Regions from separate parts of the Pan troglodytes genome. Here region 1 is linked to region 2. A link is a contact called in public HiChIP or PLAC-seq data. All regions are on one chromosome and are shown on one strand. The core of a region is the stretch at or near the end of the contact, and the rest is flanking DNA. Distances in the headings are between cores, read along the strand shown.

Evidence for each region. HiChIP or PLAC-seq counts read pairs in DNA pulled down with a chosen protein or histone mark.
Region 1: an H3K4me3 HiChIP or PLAC-seq map of stem cell-derived excitatory neurons shows a contact between it and region 2, with 2.2 times the contacts expected there. The contact joins the promoter of CORO1C here to the promoter of SART3 in region 2. A contact is called at or near these places in 1 of 7 Hi-C or Micro-C datasets (stem cell-derived neural progenitor cells) and 1 of 1 datasets of contacts at active chromatin or transcription factors (stem cell-derived excitatory neurons).

The regions. Positions count from the first base shown.
Region 1 is chr10:115,539,282-115,542,346 of NHGRI_mPanTro3-v2.0_pri, reverse strand. It overlaps CORO1C (coronin 1C), which reads left to right and starts at 1,727. Exons shown (of 11, transcript XM_001147913.8): 1 at 1,727-1,885. LOC107967635 (a long non-coding RNA gene) reads right to left here and starts at 1,142. Exons shown (of 4, transcript XR_001708260.4): 1 at 973-1,142.
Region 2 is chr10:115,368,540-115,371,778 of NHGRI_mPanTro3-v2.0_pri, reverse strand. It overlaps SART3 (spliceosome associated factor 3, U4/U6 recycling protein), which reads left to right and starts at 1,659. Exons shown (of 18, transcript XM_016924118.3): 1 at 1,659-2,295. The coding sequence starts at 1,984. ISCU (iron-sulfur cluster assembly enzyme) reads right to left here and starts at 1,687. Exons shown (of 5, transcript XM_509343.5): 1 at 408-1,687. The coding sequence starts at 521.

The sequences.
Region 1 (3,065 bases), core at 478-2,977, 170 kb before region 2:
AGTCTCAGCTACGTGGGAGGCTGAGGTGGGAGGATTACTTGAGCCCGGGAGGTCCATGCTGCAGTGAGCCGTGGACTGCCCCACTGCACTCCAGCCTGAGCGACAGAGCAAGACTGTGTCTCAAACAAACAAAAACAAGTGAATTGTTTTTGAGCCTCACCATATGGCAGGCACTGCAGTAGGCGTTTCATCACGTTTATCTCATTTAAATAAAGTGAGTGGCAAATCTTACTGCAGGAAGGGTGCTGAATTCCTCCTATTAGGAGTGGCTGCTTGAAGGCAAAATAAAACCCATCCTTTCATTTTGTTGAGTCCCAGCAGTAGCAGCAACAGGTACTGTCGAGCGTTTATCACAATCCAGGAACTCTTATAAGTATATTACTATTATCCTGGTGCAAAAGTAATCGCGGTTTTTGCCATTCCTTTTAATGGCAAAAAGTAATGCCATGACCATGGCTGCTAATATGATCTCATGGAACCCTGTGAGGGAGGGGCTGTTATTATCCCCATTTTACAGATAAAGAAACTGACCCTTAGAGAGGATAAATAATTTGCTGTGATAGCTGTCTTAGTTCAGGTCGAGCTTAATTTAAATAACACACGTTTCTGAGGCTGACGCTTAAAATAAAAAATCCCCCTGTGAATGGCAAAGATGCCTTGCTTTGGGAAGTAAATAGCCCTACCCCACAGTCGGTTCGGTTCCCCAGGCTCTGTTTCCTCAAATCTCGGTATTTCAGAGCTTGATGTTTCAGAAAGGGACTTTAGCTATTAACAGGACAACTTCTTCATGCTAAAGATTAGGGGACTCAGGCCCAAAGAGGTAAGAGAACTGTCCCAGGTCACACAGTCTGACGGCCGCAGAGCTGAGGCTCAAATTCCCGTGCTCCGACTTTCAGGCCTGGGCCGCCGAGTTATTAAGGGACTCTGGCCAGGGAAAGGAAGGGAGGAACCCTGAAGTTTCCATTCCCTCACCTGCGAAATGGGGTCAATCACGGGCCCTCTTTGGGGTTACGTGGGTGTGGCCCAGCCCAGGGGCGGCCACTCTGCACTAGGAATGTGACAATGGACGGTTCAGGGAGGGCTGGAACGTCGGCAGTCCTCAAGGGAGGTGGTGGTAGGGTGTGACGGAGCCAGGGCGGAGCGTCGGGAGCCAGAGGCGTGGATTCGCGAATTCGGGGCGGGGCTTGAGGTTTAAACGTTGAGATGGGGTAGTGGGCGGGGCTTGAGATGCTAGGAATAGGGTTGCGGTCCTTGGGCGGGGCTTCTGGAAGACGGGGCGGGGCTTTGTGAGGCCGCTGGGCGAGTTCTGAAGCAGTGGGAGGGGAGCCGGGCTTAGGGAAGCAGGAGGCTGGTTTAAGGACTTGGATAGGCAGTGCGCGGGGCTCAGAGGAGCTAATGTTCCTGTATTGAGGGGCTCTGGGGGAATCTTTGAGGAGCCAGGGGACGTGGCCTTGCAGAGCCTAGCGGGTCAGTGGGCGGGGCTCTAAGAACCCCGCTCCGGGGTCTAAGGAGCAGTGGGCGTTGCTCGGAGGCGCCTGTGGGCGTGGCCCTCTACCACTAGGATGACTGGAGAGCGGGGCGTGCGCTTGGGCACCGCCTGCATCCCTCGGCGCGACCAGAGGGGGCGTAGCGAGGCGTGGAACGTGGGGTGGGAAGCGGGCTTCCCCTCCGGAAGTGGGCGTGGCGCACAGCGGCCCGGCAGCCCTGGTTGGGCCCCGCGCGGCGCGGGGGCGGGGCCTACGCGCGGTGGCGGGGGCGGTGGCGGCTGCCCGCGCCCCTCCCCCGCACGGCGCTCAGTGCCAGGCGGGAGGCGGCAGCGGTTGGAGGCTTCGCCCGGCTTTGCAGCGGGGACTTCGGCGGCGGCGCCTCAGGCACCTCGGCCCGGGTGAGCGGCGCGCGCCCCCGGCGGGGGCAGCCTGAGAGCGAGTCGGGCGGGCGGACCTGTCCTCTGAGCATGTGCCTGCGCCGCCTGACAGGAGCCGGCGGGGCGAGGGGCAGGGCTAGGTGGAGGGGACAGGGCTGGGTGGGCGCGCGGGGCGCGGGTTCACGGGCTGGGTTGCAAGGGGTTAGGGCCGGGGGCTGCTGTCGGGGGCTCGGGGAAAGGGAGTTGGGTACCGAACCAGGTGGCGTGGGGAGCGTGAAGCAGGGTCCCTGTGGGGAGGAGGCTTTCGAGGTCCGGAACGCTCCTGGCCGGGTGCGCAGCCGCGGGCCGAGGTGGGACGAGGCTGCCCAGGGAAGGCTTTTAGGGGTCAGGGATCGCCTGCTTGGGCGAGGTGCTGGGAGGGAAGGGCTGCTTCGGGCGAGGCGCAGAGCCCGGGGGCTCCAGGCCTGGGGACTGGGTTTGGGCCGCCCCAGGGAACGAGTGGGTGGGGGCGGGCAGGGGCCGGGCTCACGTGGGGCCGGGGCGAGCTGGGCCCTGCGTCGGGAGGGGCGAGGGCGGCCGCCTGGCCTGCGGGTTTCCTGGCTTTGGGTGCGAGACCAGCTCTGGGCCCTGCAGATCTCGGTTGGGGGTCAGGCGGGGCGGGGCAGAGCTGGAGCTGGAGTAATGTGGGTGGGGGCGGCTTGGGAAGAGGCTGAGCCGGGCCAAGGGAGCAGAGGGCTGGGACTGGCTGGGGGTTGGGAGGGGAGGAACGAAGCAGGAAGGCTGTCGGATCGGGGGCCCAGGGTGTCCGAGTGAACTGGGTGATTCAGAGGTGTGTTTCCCTAATAGCGGGGCAGCTGGCGAGGGACGCAGTAAAAAGGAGCGAGGTGCAGGTGGGGCCTCGCTGCGCCGAAATGACTGAGGATGAGGTCAGACGTGGAGGGTGGGAATGCAGAAACCGAGCTCTCCCGCCTGTCCCCACCGGCGCACGCTCCCCAGCTCTCCGTCTCTCAAATGATTTGAATGTGTTGGGGGAAGTGGCAGGCTGCGGTGAGAGCTGAGAAGAAAGGGGCTTCCTCTTGGAGGGAGGCGCTGGCCCTGCCATCCTTTTTTGGGAGTGTTCAAAGGATTTTAAACGCTGGAAAAGGAATCGTAGGCTTTACAGCATCACGATTTAGAAACACATCCTATATTTGGCCGTAAT
Region 2 (3,239 bases), core at 410-2,909:
TACACCTGGGGAAACAGGTTCAGAGAGGCGCAGTGACTAGCCCAAGGTCATCTGGCCAGGGCAGCGGAGTGGCTGAAGCCGGAGCCCGCTCCGGGGGTGTGTCTGTCCCTGGACTCAGAAAGACAAGTCCCAACAGGACCCTGCCTCCTGGGCTGTTGGCGAATTTAAAATTGGGACGCACGAAGTCGCGGCCAGCGGCGGGGCCCCCTGGAAGTCGCCGCCCGATGAGCGGTAACTGTTGTTTATCAGTTGCAGTGAGCCCCACTGCGCAGCAAGGGAAAGCGAGTCAGGGCAAAGACGTAGGAGGGGACAGCTCCCAGTCCTAGCTGCGCAGAACCCCGCGGCCGCCCCTCCAGCCCAGGCCTCCGCCGAGTCGGCATTCCGCGCGTCGCCTCTTTTGTCCCTACCTTCTTGTGATAGAGTCGGGCCGGGGCCGACAGCTCCCGGGCGGGCAGGCGGGGGCTCCGCAGCAGCAGAGCCGATGCCGCCCGCCTCAGACGGCCAGCCCCAGCCGCCGCCATCTTGCCGGCTTGCGCCTGCGCCAGTCCAGAGCGACGCCGAGGGGCGGGGCGCGTCTGCGAGTCGGCTCCGAGCTGGGAGCGCGCCTCTCTGTCGTCACCGAAGCTTTGCGCCTGCGCCTTACCGCTCCGTGCACGCGTCCGCCTTCTGGCCCCGCCTTGACCACGCCTCTCGGGGGCGGGCGGGGTCGGGAGCGGGAAGGTCTGAAGTCGCTGGAGGGCTTGTCCTGGGTGCTGGATTCTGGTTGAGACAGGACCTCAGGCTTCTGCAGTGTGGGGCTCAAGTTCGCTTTCACAAAGCCCGCTGCGGGAATGCGGCGCAGAGGAGCACCGAGTCCACTTTTCCTAACCCTATTTTGCAGCTAAGGAAGCCGAGATTCAGGGCAGTTTAGTAACTCCGTCCAAGGTCGCTAAGGACTTATGTTCAATTAGAATTCGAACTTGGGTAATCCTGGGTTAGAATCCTGGTTCGGTTCCTTCCTGGCTGTGTGTCCCTAGACGAATGGTACCGGCTCGCTAAGTCTGAATCTTCCCTTTTGTATTAATTCGAGGACAATTGCTTCATCATGAAGCCAGCATCTGTGTCGAGTACCTACTATGTGTCAAGGCGCTCTACTAGACCCGGGGATCCAACGGAAAGCAAAACAGACATAATTCCTGCCCATTAAGCCTGCTAATGAGGGAGCAAGGTAGAGATAGAGACACACACCAATACTTTCCTACCTCAAAAGTGGGAAGCTTAAGAAGGAAACGAATACCATGTCCTGATTGAAAAAAAAAGTATGTCTATTTTTCTCTCTAAACAGCAAACTCAATTTATATGTCAGTGCCTAGCAATTAAGAATTTCTAAAGAAATGCGTATTAATGTAATTTACTGTTGGTTTGCAGTATGTGATCTTATAAAACCGGAAAACTCACGTGTATTTAACGTCTACTAGGTACCAGACGTTTACATAAAGGGGAGGAATCTGGGAAATGGATTTTTCTCTTGAATGGTGAAATCGATCCTTCCCCGAGGACCTGCAGTTTTCTTTGCGTTTGAGGCGCAGTTGCTGGGGAGAGTAAACCCAAGCGCCAGGTCACACTAGGCGATAAGTAAGGCATTTAATCGAAGAATCACTTTGACCTTCTCAAGATGGCGCCAAATTCTTCACTACAGACATCACTCTCGCTCCATGACTTCCTCTATGGCTTCCACTTCCTGCCCAAAGACCCAACTTCTGTCCGAAGTTGTGGCGGAACGCATGCCATTATAATGAGTTTTTTTATCTGGTGGGAGCTTTTACAAGGGTATAAAATAATGTGAATTTAGTGTATGTGGAGATTTTCCCGTTATCTAAGTTCCCAGTTTCTCTTTCAATGGCAAGAAAACGGGCTTTTGATAAGGCGCGCGCCGCGGGCAGCTTCTGCCTCAGCCTGTCTTCCGCGGCCGCGGGAAGACCCGAGAGTCATTAGAAGCGCAAGATGGCGACTGCGGCCGAAACCTCGGCTTCAGAACCCGAGGCTGAGTCCAAGGCTGGGCCCAAGGCTGACGGAGAGGAGGATGAGGTTAAGGCGGCTAGGACAAGGAGGAAGGTGTTATCGCGGGCTGTGGCCGCTGCGACATACAAGACCATGGGGCCAGCGTGGGATCAGCAGGAGGAAGGCGTGAGCGAGAGCGATGGGGATGAGTACGCCATGGCTTCCTCCGCGGAGAGCTCCCCCGGGGAGTACGAGTGGGAATATGACGAAGAGGAGGAGAAAAACCAGCTGGAGATTGAGAGACTGGAGGAGCAGGTGGGCCCGGGGGTGGGCAGCGGGCATCTTCCAGTCTTTCAGGTCCTCGGGTCCCCATGTCCTGGCCCGCCTCCCTAGTCCTCGGCGGCGATAAAGCCGCCAAGGCTGCAAACCCGCTTTTCGTGACAGTAGCTCCTGTCGGATTTGAGTGCTTACTGCCTGCCCATTGCCTTGCAAACGTTATCTCATTGAATCCTCGCCACGACCCTGTGAAGGAAGCCCTGTTATCTATCCCCATTTTACTGGAGGAAACTGAGGCTCGTGGAGGAAAGTCTCTTGCTCAGGATAACACTTTCTGCAAGTCAGGCCTTGTACTTTGATCCCATTCCAGAACTCCCACTCTTAACCACACGTCCAACAGTAGAAATAAACTCATTCGCAAGAGAGTGTTATTTTGTTATGTAGGAATGACGGCGATGATGAAACTTGTGGTAAGAAAAATATTGACCGCGATGGTGATAATAGAAATGGAAAGGTTTCTGGTTCTGGAGGTTAAGGCCTCAGTTCTAGCTATTCAACTCTTGTATGTGCTTGTAAGAATTTCTTAATTTCTCTCACCCTCTCGACTTCCTTATCTGCAGATTGGGAGCAACAATTTCTGCATAATATAATTGTTGTAACAGTAACCATAGCTCAGTGCCTAGCATCTAGTCATAACATGGTCTCTCACTTGTAACCTTATGAGGTGGTGATATCTACTGTATAATCCAGGATCTCAGCAGGAAATAGGTGGCACATTTAAATTAGGATGATCTGAGAGAAAGTCAATAAAGGTGTGGGTAGGGAAATCGGGAGTGAAAGTTTAGTATCCCATGGCTGATAACTCCAGAACCTGGTGTCCATCTTTGGGCTGGAAGGGGTGAAGGGTGTGATCTGAATTGTGTGGAGAGGGCACCTGAGACCTGCTGATAACTTTGTTCAAGGGAAGCAGCCCCAGTTTCCTG